Regions from separate parts of the Capra hircus genome. Here region 1 is linked to region 2. Evidence: chromatin contacts called from public Hi-C data. All regions are on one chromosome and are shown on one strand. Each heading gives the region's core, a stretch centred on a gene start, on an enhancer-like site or on the middle of the called end of the contact. The rest is flanking DNA. Distances are from core to core; before and after follow the strand shown. Region 1 has its middle 33 kb from the start of IFNAR2. Region 2 overlaps IFNAR1 (interferon alpha/beta receptor 1).

What was found. A called contact is a pair of places that touch in the nucleus more often than the background predicts.
Region 1: a contact with region 2 is called in a Hi-C map of blood, with 7 times the contacts expected there. The contact joins two enhancer-like sites. A contact is called at or near these places in 3 of 5 Hi-C or Micro-C datasets (blood and liver).

What each region holds. Positions count from the first base shown.
Region 1 is chr1:822,484-828,760 of ARS1.2, forward strand. No RefSeq gene overlaps it. Among named protein-coding and RNA genes, the nearest start is that of IFNAR2, 33 kb to the left of the region's middle. Within about 2 kb of position 2,483, at least 2 of the 5 cell types and tissues checked have an H3K27ac peak or open chromatin away from gene starts, as enhancers often do.
Region 2 is chr1:629,609-636,262 of ARS1.2, forward strand. It overlaps IFNAR1 (interferon alpha/beta receptor 1), which reads right to left. Exons shown (of 11, transcript XM_018046572.1): 6 at 5,965-6,079; 7 at 2,673-2,872; 8 at 2,409-2,566; 9 at 1-109. Among named protein-coding and RNA genes, the nearest start is that of IFNAR1, 20 kb to the right of the region's middle. Within about 2 kb of position 1,858, at least 1 of the 5 cell types and tissues checked has an H3K27ac peak or open chromatin away from gene starts, as enhancers often do.

The sequences.
Region 1 (6,277 bases), core at 1,233-3,732, 190 kb after region 2:
TGATACATGGAGGCATAAAGCCATGTATACAGAATCTTTCTAATGACATTTGTCTGCAATGAACTGATTGCTTAGGAAGACGATTTTGGAGGCATTTGCCATCCTTAAGCTAACTCTTTAGACTGTGTAGACCACAGTTTAAGGTGGCAGGGTGGGACCCAAAGTGGGCCTAGGGACCAGTTAGCCTGACCGCCCAGGACACCTGCCCCTGCCCTTGTTCCCTCTCAGAGGCTCTGAACCAAGGGTGTGTTATTGGACAGGACTCCATTCGCCTGGGGAGCAAGGGTGCTCCATTGTAGGCAGGTTGCTATTGTCTAACTGCAGGATTAATGAGGCCACCCCAGGCTCAGTGAAGCTTCTTGTGTCACCCCAGGCTAGCCAAGCAGCAGAACTCTCCCAGCCTTGAGGGGAGCAGGGGTGGGGAAGGGGGAATTGGGAGGGAGGAGAGAGTCCCTGAGACTGGGCTTGAGGATGTCCAGAGCGGCGCTTACCACTCTGGCCTTACCATCTGCAACTCCCCATTTGGTGAGTCAGGAACCTGACTGGGCCTCTGCAGATGACTGCCAGCTGCCCTGCTTGTGTCCTGAACTTACTAACTTTCTTCCATATCTTTAGATATGGGAACTTGCGTGGCTTTCCTAAGAGTGACTGGGTCTGGGCTTTCTATTAATTTGAGTGCACCATTGATGCTTGCCAATATGGCGGTGGGGTGAAGACCTTTGAACCACAGGTTCATCATTATGGGAGTAAAAACAACATAGGTGATTTAATTTCTAGAGAGCAATGAAAATTTTAATGCACATATTTATTTTTAATATATATTATGTGTGCTTCCCAGGTGGCCTTAATGGTAAAAACCCACCTGCAAATGAAGTAGGCTGAATAGATGCAGGCTCGATCCCTGGGTCAGGGAGAATCCCTGGAGGAGGGCACGGCAACCTGCTTGTATTCTTGGCTTAAGAATCCCATGGACAGAGGAGCCTGGCAGGCTGCGGTCGATAGTCACACCGAGTCAACTGAAGCGACTTAGCATGTACGCATGCATACGTCATACAAACAAAATGAATATGTAATATGTAATATATATAACATACGGTCTTCCCTGGTGGCTCAGCAGTGAAGAATCTGCCTGTAATGGAGGAGGTGCAGGGGATGTGGGTTTGATCTCTGTGTTGGGAAGATCCTCTGGAGAAGGGCATGGCATCCCACGGCAGTATTCTTGCCTGGGAAACCCCATGACAGGGGAGGCTGGTGGGCTACAGTCCATGGGGTCAAACAGAGTCAGACACAACTAAAGTGACTTAGCGTGCATCCATATGTAATACATATGTAATGTATAAAGAGATATAGTTTAATAATGTATTAAAATATTAAAAGTATTTTTCAGTTCAGTTCAGTCACTCAGTCATGTCCGACTCTTTGCAACCCCATGAATCACAGGACGCCGGGCCTCCCTATCCATCACCATCTACCAGAGTTCACTCAGACTCACATCCATCGAGTCTGTGATGCCATCCAGCCATCTCATCCTCTGTTGTCCCCTTCTCCTCCTGCCTCCAATCCCTCTCAGCATCAGAGTCTTTTCCAATGAGTCAACTCTTCGCATGAGGTGGCCAAAGTACTGGAGCTTCAGCTTTAGCATCATTCCTTCCAAAGAAAACCCAGGGCTGATCTCCTTCAAAATGGACTGGTTGGCTCTCCTTGCAGTCCAAGGGACTCTCAAGAGTCTTCTCCAACACCACAGTTCAAAAGCATCAATTCTTTGGTGCTCAGCCTTCTTCACAGTCCAACTCTCACATCCATACATGACCACTGGAAAAACCATAGCCTTGACTAGATGGACCTTAGTTGGCAAAGTAATGTCTCTGGTTTTTAATATGTTATCTAGATTGGTCACAACTTTTCTTCCAAGGAGTAAGCGTCTTTTAATTTCATGGCTGCAATCACCATCTTCAGTGATTTTGGAGCCCAAAAAAACAAAGTCTGACACTGTTTCCACTGTTTCCCCATCTATTTCCCATGAAGTGATGGGACCAGATGCCATGAACTTCATTTTCTGAATGTTGAGCTTTAAGCCAACTTTTTCACTCTCCTCTTTCACTTTCATCAAGAGGCTTTTTAGTTCCTCTTCACTTTCTGCCATAAGGGTGGTATCATCTGTATATCTGAGGCTATTGATATTTCTCCCGGCAATAACAAAACTGAAAGCGGAGTGGCTAGCTGTTATGGGCTGAACTGTATCCCTCCCCCCACCCCACTCCACCCCGCTCCAAATTCATATGTCAAAGTCCGAACCCCTAGGACGTCAGAATGTGACTGTGTTTAGAAACAGGGCCTCTGAAGAGGTGATTAAGAGAAAATGAAGTCAGTAGACTGGGCCCTAATCCAATACAACTGGTGCCGTGATAGGAGGAAGTTAGGACACGCACAGGGAAGCCCCCGTGAGGACTCAGGGAGTAGACAGTCATCTACAAGCCACGGAGACAGGCCTCAGGGGAAACCAACCCTGCCAACACCTTAACTTCAGACTTCTGGCCTTCGGAACGGAGCAAATAGATGTCTGTTGTTGAGACCGCCCAGTCTGTGGCCCGCCGTCTGTGCAGTCTGGCTGGCTAAGTGGCCATCTTGTTGGTGTCTGTAGCATCCTTTAAGCTAGGGAAGGGCTCCCTCTCTGTGTTAAACACCAAATGCCCTGAAAACAATGCATTTCATGTTTGGACACCATAGAATTAAGAACCAAGTATTTAGATGCTTCTTTTCAGCATCCTTTATAGAATCAAGAATATAGAATCCTCATCCAATTCTTTGGAGAAAGCAATGGCAACTCACTCCAGTGCTCCTGCCTGGAAAGTCCCATGGATGGAGGAGCCTGGTAGGTTTCAGTCCATGGGGTCGCTGAGGGTCGGTCAGACTGAGTGACTTCACTTTCACTTTTCACTTTCATGCATTGGAGAAGGAAATGGCAACCTACTCCAGTGTTCTTGCCTGGAGAATCCCAGGGACGGCGGAGCCTGGTGGGCTGCCGTCTATGGGGTCGCACAGAGTCGGACGTGACTGAAGCGACTTAGCAGCAGCAGCAGCAGCATCGAATTCTTTACAGATTCCTTCACCTGGAAGTTCAGTTCAGTTCAGTTCAGTCACTCAGTCGTGTCTGACTCTTTGTGGCTCCATGAATTGCAGCACGCCAGGTCTCCCTGTCCATCACCAACTCCCGGAGTCCACCCAAACTCACGTCCATTGAGTCAGTGATGCCATCCAGCCATCTCATCATCTGTCGTCCCCTTCTCCTCCTGCCCTCAATCTTTCCCAGCATCAGGGTCTTTTCAAATGAGTCAGCTCTTTGAATGAGGTGGCCAAAATTTTGGAGTTTTAGCTTCAACATCAGTACTTCCAATGAACACCCAGGACTGATTTCCTTTAGGATGGACTGATTGGATCTCCTTGCAGTCCAAGGGATTCTCAAGAGTCTTCTCCAACACCACAGTTCAAAAGCATCAATTCTTCTGTGCTCAGCTTTCTTTATAGTCCAACTCTCACATCCATACATGACTACTGGAAAAACCATAGCCTTGACTAGACGGACCTTTATTGACAAAGTAATGTCTCTGCTTTTTAATATGCTGTCTATGTTGGTCACAACTTTCCTTCCAAGGAGTAAGCGTCTTTTAATTTCATGGCTGCAGTCACTATCTGCAGTGATTTTGCAGCCCAAAAAATGAGTAGGTGTGCTATTAAAAATTCAGCAGCTGGGGATGGGGGTTTCCTATCGTGCTGGCTGTGGAGGAAGGGGTGGGGAGGCCCTGGGGGAGGGGCTGGGTGGCCTGGGCAGGCTCGGGAGGATGGAGTTGGAGGGAAAGACTATGCACCAACCCCTTACGGAAGATGTGGCCGTTTGGGGTGTCCATTAAAGATCAGTTTGTAATCACACAAAATCTTTTTCTAGTACTTCCTTTATGAAACTGCAAATCTTTAACCTAGGTAGTGCTCCTAGAAATAGTCCTCAAGCAAGTACTCTCTACTATGCAGGAAATCACTGTCTGGCCATGGTTTGTGATTGTTCAACACACATTCCTTGTAAGTCAGATTCATTCTAGTGACCTCACCCTCCTTATCGTGGACAAGTTGTACAAATGAGACAGCAAGTCTGGAGTCTAAGTCAGGTACATCACAGTTAGAGGGTGAAAGTCTCCATCCCTTCCATGGCTACAAAACAGAGGGCAACCCAAGCAAATTGTGTTCCCGAAAGCTACCAAGAGAATGGAAAGATCAGCCCCTAGACTGGTATCACGTGGTAGGTGTCCAATTAATAATTTTAAAATAAGCGAATAGTGACCAGACTCCATGAAATGGAAACGGTTGGCAGCCTCTGTTCCAAGCATGGGTGGTCACTTGGCTGTTGTAGATTATTTCTGCAAAGTGAGAGTTATCTTCTGTTGTTCAGAGAGCAAATAAGAAAACAGAGGGTGAAAGCCCAGAACCTGTCCAGGCTCAGCCTCCATGACCCTGTCTGATACGTAGACTCAACATTTCGAATGGGGACCGCCTGGCATGCCCAGTCTGCGTGGAGTGAGGAGTGTGGTCAAGCTATTCTCCTTGGAAGAATAAGGAAGCTTCTAATGAGTCCTGACTTGAGCCTCCCATCCGTTCCACCACCCACGGATTCAGGAAGCATTTACTGAGTGCAGCCCACATGCAGCAGTTATGGCAGTAAGCATGACAGACACACATCCTTCTTTCTGGGAACTTACATGCTCATGGGGAGGACAATTACACGCACACACGTGTCGTAATCGTGATGAGGCGAACTAGGGAGAAACACAGGGTGACATGAGCCTGGAAAAATGGGAGCAACTTCCAGCTGTGAGGGGCTGGGCAGGTTTACCGGAGACAGTCGTCTCTAAGGCAAGGCTTGGGAGGGGAGGCGGAGGGGTTGCGGTGTGGGGAAGCCTTTCACCTTGGACAATTGTCTAAGGCAGCAGCTCCCTCAGAGCAGACTCGGGAACGGCATGCGGGGCTCGAGGCCATGTGTGGGGACGTGGGTTTGCTCAGTCCCCGGGACGATGCCCATCCTTTGGTTGTCCTAGTTCAGAGGAGATGTCTTTACCAAACTGGCACAAGGGGACCTTCGGGCTGGCAGGACCTGAAGCCTGGTTCATTCAGGGAACTGAAAATATGACGGGTCACAAAGGGCTAAAACCTCTTGGTCAGTTATCAGGCGCTCCTCATAGATAACAGTCCTCATCTTTTTACATGTCCTGGACTCTCTGCTCAGGTAAAGCCCTGCTCCAACCACTGACCTTACCCCTTAGGGAGGTATCGCTTATTTCCCTGCATAAGCTCTCATCTCCTCTGCTGCTGCTGCTGCTAAGTCACTTCAGTCGTGTCCGACTCTGTGCGACCCTATAGACGGCAGCCCACCAGGCTCCCCGTCCCTGGGATTCTCCAGGCAAGAACACTGGAGTGGGTTTCCATTGCCTTCTCTGCTCATCTCCTCTAGATCCAACCAAATGCCTCATCTGCTCACATCCCATTAAGGTCACCTGAGACCTGGGTCTGTTGCTGCCATCACCCTATGCCCAGCACACCGCACATAGAAGGTGTTCAGCTACATGTGTCAGCTGAATGAATGGATCTGTTTTCAAAAACACGGGGACCTCTCTATGGGAACAGCTGTGCCTGAACGCAGGCTTCATTATAACATGCATTTAGCACTGACTTCTGTGCACACTACTTGCAGTCATCAAAGGGGATACATACTCTTAATTTCTAACATTCCACCTCTCTGGGGCTTACATCAGTCCTCCAGATGCCACCAAGAACAAAATAAAGCCATCTCAGAAAACGCGCTGACGACCGGGCTGTGGATGCTGCAGAAACAACAGTTGGTACTCTCTGTCCTGGCTTATTAACCCTTATTTTATGAACAGTGATAACTGATATTCACTCTCTGTTGTCCTAGCCTCCTGCAGAATAGAAATTGTAAAAGGAAAGCCTGGGTCATGGGTCGAAGAGGGGAAAGAAGGAAAAGAGGAAGCTAGCAGGGTTAGACTCTTGGATGACATTACAGGCAACAACAAATTGCTAATCTACCATCATCATCACTGGGGCTTGAGAAAGATCTTACCTGGTTCCAAGCAGAGTTAGCTCAGACACAGCTGCTGCTGTTGGGGCCCTCAGAACAATACTCTCTCAGAGACACGTGTCTTGTACACAGTTCTGTTTTCTGTTCTAGTTCATCCTCGGTCGTTGCCTCTTCGGCATGACCATTAGCTGCCCG
Region 2 (6,654 bases), core at 608-3,107:
CTTTATTCCGCCTGTCATTTTCAATGAGTGCTCTGGCTTTGACACAATACACAGTCAGCGGTTTCAAGTTAGGAAAGGTAAAATCGGTTCTTTTCTCTAGAACTTTTCTCTATAAAAAAAATAAGTAAATCATTGATAAAATTTAGAACCCCAAGAAATCATAGAGGGAATATCTGTTTCCTGAATTCCTTAAATATTCATTCTAAGATTAGCCTCTCCCAAACACTCGGTTGGTATATTTTAAGAAATATTAATTTATTTTGGACAACACACCATTACCAAACTCAAAAGTGAAACATGCTCCTGCCAAAAGAATACCATATAGTCCTAAGACAACTCGAAGTTATTTTATCAGTACATGCAGATTTGGCTGAATTACCATCGTGTTACCTCTGGTTAGTGGCAGAACAATTAAGTGCAGGGGGCGGGGTCTGGTCTCAAACTGCCTGTATCAAGATGTTACTTATAGCTATGTAGTCTTAGGCAAGTTATTTAATTTCCCCGGGCCCTATTCCCAGATCTGTAAAGTGAGGACAATTACTACTCCTATTTGTCTTAGTCAGCTAGCTATTGCTATTGTTTTGTTACTGTGGTGTAACAAAACAGAGCAAGTACAGCAAAGTAACACTGCACTGCTGTGTAACGAAACAGCCTGTGGCTCAAAACACATTTTTCTTTTTTTTTAAAAGAATTAAACTTTTTATTTTGTATTGGGGTACAGCCAATTAACAGTGCTGTGAGAGTTTCAGGTGGACAGCAAAGGGACTCAGCCACGCATATACATGTATACAGAACGTTTGTTTTTGTTGCTCTGAGCGGATCGTGAGCAGATCGTGAGCGGATTGGCTGGGGGAGCTCTCTGAGGCTGTGGGTCACGTTCAGGTGTGCTCTACAGCCTCTCATCCGCCTTGGCCCACAGACCGCGTGGAGCTTGCTTTCCTCTTGGCAAATGGGAGAAGCGCAAGAGCCAAGCCAAACCCCACAGGTGCACTTAAGGCCTCAGTCATACCACATCCACTCACGTTTCACTGCCTACGGCCCAGCATCAGCGAAGCAGTAATGGATACTCCATCCCAAGTATTTTCTGAAGAGTAATTTAATCGATCCAACTGTCTGGCAGGGTTGTTTGGAAGACCAATTGAGACAATTCATGTAAAATACTTAGCGCCGGCACCCAATACACAATAAGTATCCAATAAATATGAGCTGTTATTATGACTGTAATTATTGATGTCTTACCCAGCATAAGATAGGATGGCAAACAAAGGTTATTGAATCTCTATTTGTCAGGCAATGCAGTAGGTATTTCCATAAACACTACCTCCTTTTAAACCTTAAAAACATCTGTTCAAAAAAAAATTAAGTTGCTATGACTCCCGCCACTTTAGAAAAGAGGAAATGAGTTTCAGTGGTCAAGCACCTTGCCTAAGCTTACACCATTTGGTACTCTGAGACACAAATTTAGGTTTTCCAGATCTAGGGAGGACTTAGAACTAACCACAATACTCAACAGGGCTAAACTGTGCAGAGTCTTCAGATAGTTAAAATCAAAGTATCCAAATCACTGGACTTTTCTTGGATTTTCAACAGAAAATGAAGTTTGAAAATTCACCAACTTAACTGTAGCAGGTTTTTAAAGGCTGATTCCCTGACAGTAATTCCACAGGGAAAAGTGACCCAGGAATAATGTGGACTATCTGATGTGCATTAGCCTGTCAGCGGTTTCTGAATTTTAGGGCCACAAACCATGATCACAGCTAAGAGTCTTTTGTCCCCTAAAAGCCAGTCTTTGTCCTCGTGGAGGTGCCCCAATGTCTGGCACTACAGGGAGGTAGTCTGGGTTGTCACACCTGGGAGGGAGGGCTACCAGCACCTAGTGAGCAGTGGGGAGGGGCCTTACTGGCCATCCTATAATGCACAAGGCAGCTCCTGCAACTAACCGTCCAACCCAAATGTCAGCAGTGTTGAGAAACCCTGGTTCATGAATCCCTGAGGATCATGATAAAAACTCCTGAGCTCTACCCTCAGAGGTTCTAACTGAGTACAAATGAACTCAGGATCTGAAGCTTAGAAACTAGCTGGGGCCACTTTCCTGGTGGTCCAGTGGCTAGGACCTCGTGCTTCCACTGCAGGGCAGGTGAGCTCCCTTCCCTGGTCAGGGAACTAAGTTTCTGCATGCCACTTGGCGAGGCCAAGAAATTCCCCCAAACCAACAGCAACTAACTGGAGGCCCAGACGCAGCTGACCGTAACTCTCACCAAGTAAAACATGAAACGCCCATTTCTTCCTATAGAAAATATCTGAGTTAATCATATAACAATTTCCCAGCAATTTTAACTTCAAGCTTTGCTTACCCAAATCATAGTCACAACTCTAAGTTATAAACCTATACTACACAGTCTTTTTACCTCAGCATTTGAAGTGTTTTCCCAAAAAATTACTTCATAAACTAGTGGGTAGAGCTGATTGACAGACATGTTTTCAGACTCTTCTGAAGCACTGACACTGACATGCAGTGAATCATCAGTAATGGATTTCATGCTGATGACTGGAGGAAATATGATAGCTAGGAAAAAAATGTGTAAAGACACAAAATTCAAATTAGACTACAAAACAATCCTAAGAATTCATAATTGGAGAATCACAAAGTAAAACAAAAACTATTGGCTTACGTTTCACTTCCGTATTAAATTCCTTCTCTTCAGACCAAAAAGAGGTACCATTTCCATTAGATGCTCGTACACGGACATAGTAAATTCCCCTTGAGAAAATATCTCGAGGAAAGACACAGTGGGTAGCTGTGACATTTTCACAGTTTGGTATTTGTTTCCATTTGTTTGAATGATTCCCAGGAATCTTTTTTAAAAAGGCACTTTAAGACAAAAAGATATTTTTCATTCCAAACACGTTCAGTAAACATGTACTGAGCACCTGCAATAGGCCAGACATTCTGTTAGGGGCCAAAGTTACAGAGGTAAACGGTCCTCACTCTTGAGAAACTCACAGGACAGTGGAAAAGATGTGTTCACAAAAGAAAACCAAAGACCTTGCTCAAGCGTGTGATAAAGAAGTAGTGTGAAGGGTTGGCTCAAGCTGGTGCACAAAAACAACTGCTAAATTTTCAGGAATGCTACCAGCTAGCTGGTAAATGCACTCACTGTTAAAAGTTACATAAACTTACAAATAAATGTGTTGTATTAAAAACTAAAGTGATAAAAAATGCAAAACTCATCTTCTCCTAACTGTTTTCCCTACATTTTATCTATGCTCAATGCTATTTACATCTATAGTGTCTGAACAGTGGAATATGATGGAGGGCTTACTGTGCCTCTTCCCAACTCCAGGTCCAGTGGACAGACACGCTGCTGGGAGCCTGAAAGTGGCCACAGTAGGGTTGCTGCTGCTGCTGCTGAGCCGCTTCAGTCGTGTCCAATTCTGTGCGACCCCATAGACGGGAGCCCACCAGGCTCCCCCGTCCCTGGGATTCGCCAGGCAAGAACACTGGAGTGGGTTGCCATTGCCTTCTCCAATGCATGAAAGTGAAAAGTGAAAGTGAAGTCGCTCAGTCGTGCCCAACTCTTAGCGACCCCATGGACTGCAGCCTACCAGGCTCCTCCATTCATGGGATTTTCCAGGCAAGATACTGGAGTGGGGTGCCATTGCCTTCTCCACAGCAGGATTAACTGTGTTATAAAACCCAGCAAACACTAAAGTAAAGCTTTTCTCTTCTGGAAGGCCAGCTGCTAGACGTGTACCAGCATACCCATGGGTCAGGGCTAAGACACATACCAGGGTTCTGAGAGTGAGTCTGAACAGTCAGAGCGCGTCTGGATAGATTAACGGACTGCTCTGAGACCAACGGCTCCAAGCCTGTCAGTTCAAGCCCGGAACCACGGCAGCCTGCGAGTGGGCTCCGTTGTCTTCAGTCCCCTGCACCAAACACCATGTGGCCATTGTCACGCTCCTTGGACATAGGCCTCATGTTACCTATCGCTCAACACCAGACTCCCAATGGCCCCCGAATGCCTGTAGCAGAGTCTAAGGCGAAGCCTGACTTCACCCCTTCCTGTTAACTCAAGGCTCCCTCTCACTGCTCGCCAGGCCCAGGGTTCTGCTGTTCTTGAACCAGGCCTTCCCCTTCTTGTAGGCGAAATTCCAACTGGCCCCCAAGATTCCTACCCTCTGGTGCATGAGCCTGACACCATCCCCTCCCCCTGAGTGTGAGCAGGCAGAATCCATGAACTCTCGATCAGGTTACATTACTTGAAAGGTGAAGGGATTTTACAAATGAAATCAAGGTCCCAAGCCAGTGGACTTTGAGTTATCACATGAAAGCCTATCCTGGTTGGGCCTGACCTGATCAGATGAGGCTTTAAAGGAGGGTCTAGGGGGCAGAGATTGTCTCTATTGACGGCCTCTGAGGCAGCACGCCACCATGCGTTCTATAGCTGCCAGAAATGGATTCTACCAACCACCACGTGAGCTTAGGAGACACCACGAGACAGCCTGGATGACACAGCAGACCCGGCTGACACCCTGACTGCAGCCTTGTGAGACCCCAAGCACAGGACCCTGCTAAACCACACGTGAATTCCTGACCCGAAGTCACTGACAGATAATGAGCCGTGTTTTTTAAGCTGCTGCGTTTGTGCTAGTTTACTACAGAGCAAAGGGAAATGGATACCTCCTCGTTACCCTGATCTGATTTTGTCTCTTCATATCCGAGCTTTCCCATGTGTGTGTAGCCCCAGCCTGGAACGCTGTCTCTCGTCACTGAAAAACCTCCTTCACGAAACCTCTCCTTCGAAATGGCTTCTGCGGACTCCCCGGCCCTGCACTCTCCTCTGCAACCTTTGCTGTTTGTGCTCCTCACAAGAATGCACTTATTATCCAGACTGCTGTTGCTTCAAAACTAACACCGAAGGGTGGAGAGGAATCAGCTGCAGCAGTATCCACTTCCCTTCTCCCTCATCTTTTCTCTGTCGTTCTAGTCTCTTTCTTCTCACTCTTTCTTCCCTACCTGACCTACAACTGCCTTTGGTCATGCAATTCCTCTGCCCTTGGTAACTCTTTCTTTGTGGTCCCCTTTCCCCCAGAGCTCACTTCACCGTCCACTTGATTATCCTCGTCTCTTCTCCCTCTCCGTTTTTCCTCTCCAGTTTCCAATCAGTATACACTACACCCAGTCCTCTCTCACTCATGTCGGGCTGGGCTTTGCTCATGTTTGGCTGGTCTCTACTCAAGCACAGAAAGCAGTTCTCTCCAACTTCCTTAGTTTCCCACTAATTACTAAGGAATCTGCCAAAGCCACCACAACAATCAAGACAGGAGGAGGACTGAGTTGAACTGAACTTGACGGAGTGACTGGACTGAGATAATTTCAAGGACTCATGGAAGGAGTGGGTTTTGAAGAAAATATCTTGGTCATCTGTCAAGTATTCTAGACCAAGGAAACAACACATGTAATTAGAATCACACCTTAAAAACAGTGAGCCAGTAAGTCCTGGTGGCTTAGACAGTAAAGAAGCTGTCTGCAATGCAGGAGACGTGGGCTCATTTCCTGGGTTGGGAAGATCCCTTGGAGGAGGGAATGGCCACCCAACCCAGTATTCTTGCCTGGAGAATTCCATGGACAAAGGAGGCTGGCAGGCTACAGTCCATGGGGGTCACAAAGAATCGGGCATGACTGAACAACTAACATTACTAAGAACGCTAGATATTATAATACACCCATTTCACAAGCGAAGAAACAGGCTGAAAGAAGTAACTGGGTCTCAGACACTCCAGACGGTTACTGGCAGAGCTGGGACTAGAATTAAACACCCCAGCTCCAGTGCATCATAACCACCTTCCATCAGGCCGAAGGTGTGCAGAGAACAACAGGTGGCTGAAGCAGAGTGAAAAGAAACCTAACACACTGGGCAAAAACAAGCTGCAAAAGGACATTTATGGAAAAGAACTCACCGGAGCCACTGAGCTTGAAAAGTTGTGCTTTCATATGGGTAATCCCACTTAAGAACATAGGCCTGGTTGTCAACACTGATTTGCACATTTTCTGGTGAAGGCACTTTATGTCTCTCTACAAGACAAGGAACGCACAAGCAAGCACACACATTTACTCTAGTGGGAGAAGAGATGGCAAGAATTCTTACCAGCATGGGCAAGAAGAGAAAAGGCTTGCACCTTATCATTATGCGGTAATAGCTAAATAAATTACGGTGGTATTCACACAAGGTAATACTATACAGCCATTTAAAAGAATGTGACAGATCTATATGTGTTGACATAAAAAGAGAACCTCAATATATTGGGTTAAGCAAGCAAGTTTAAAATATATCCAACAGGACTTCATTATTATTATTTTTAAACTTTAATGCTGTGATAGTTTCAGGTGAACAGTGAAGGGACTCAGAGATATATGCACATGTATTTATTCTCCCCCAAACTCTTCTCCCATCAAGGCTGCCACGTAACACTGAGCAGAGTTCCATATGCTGTACGGTAGGTCCTTGTTGGTTATCCATGTTAAATACAGCGGAGTGTACACAGGACTTTATTCCTTAATGTAAAAGATAAAACACCCCGAAACTGTAAGTCTGAGTATATACTAATATAAGCCTTGAGGAAACGCAGGGAAGGCTGTATACACACTGC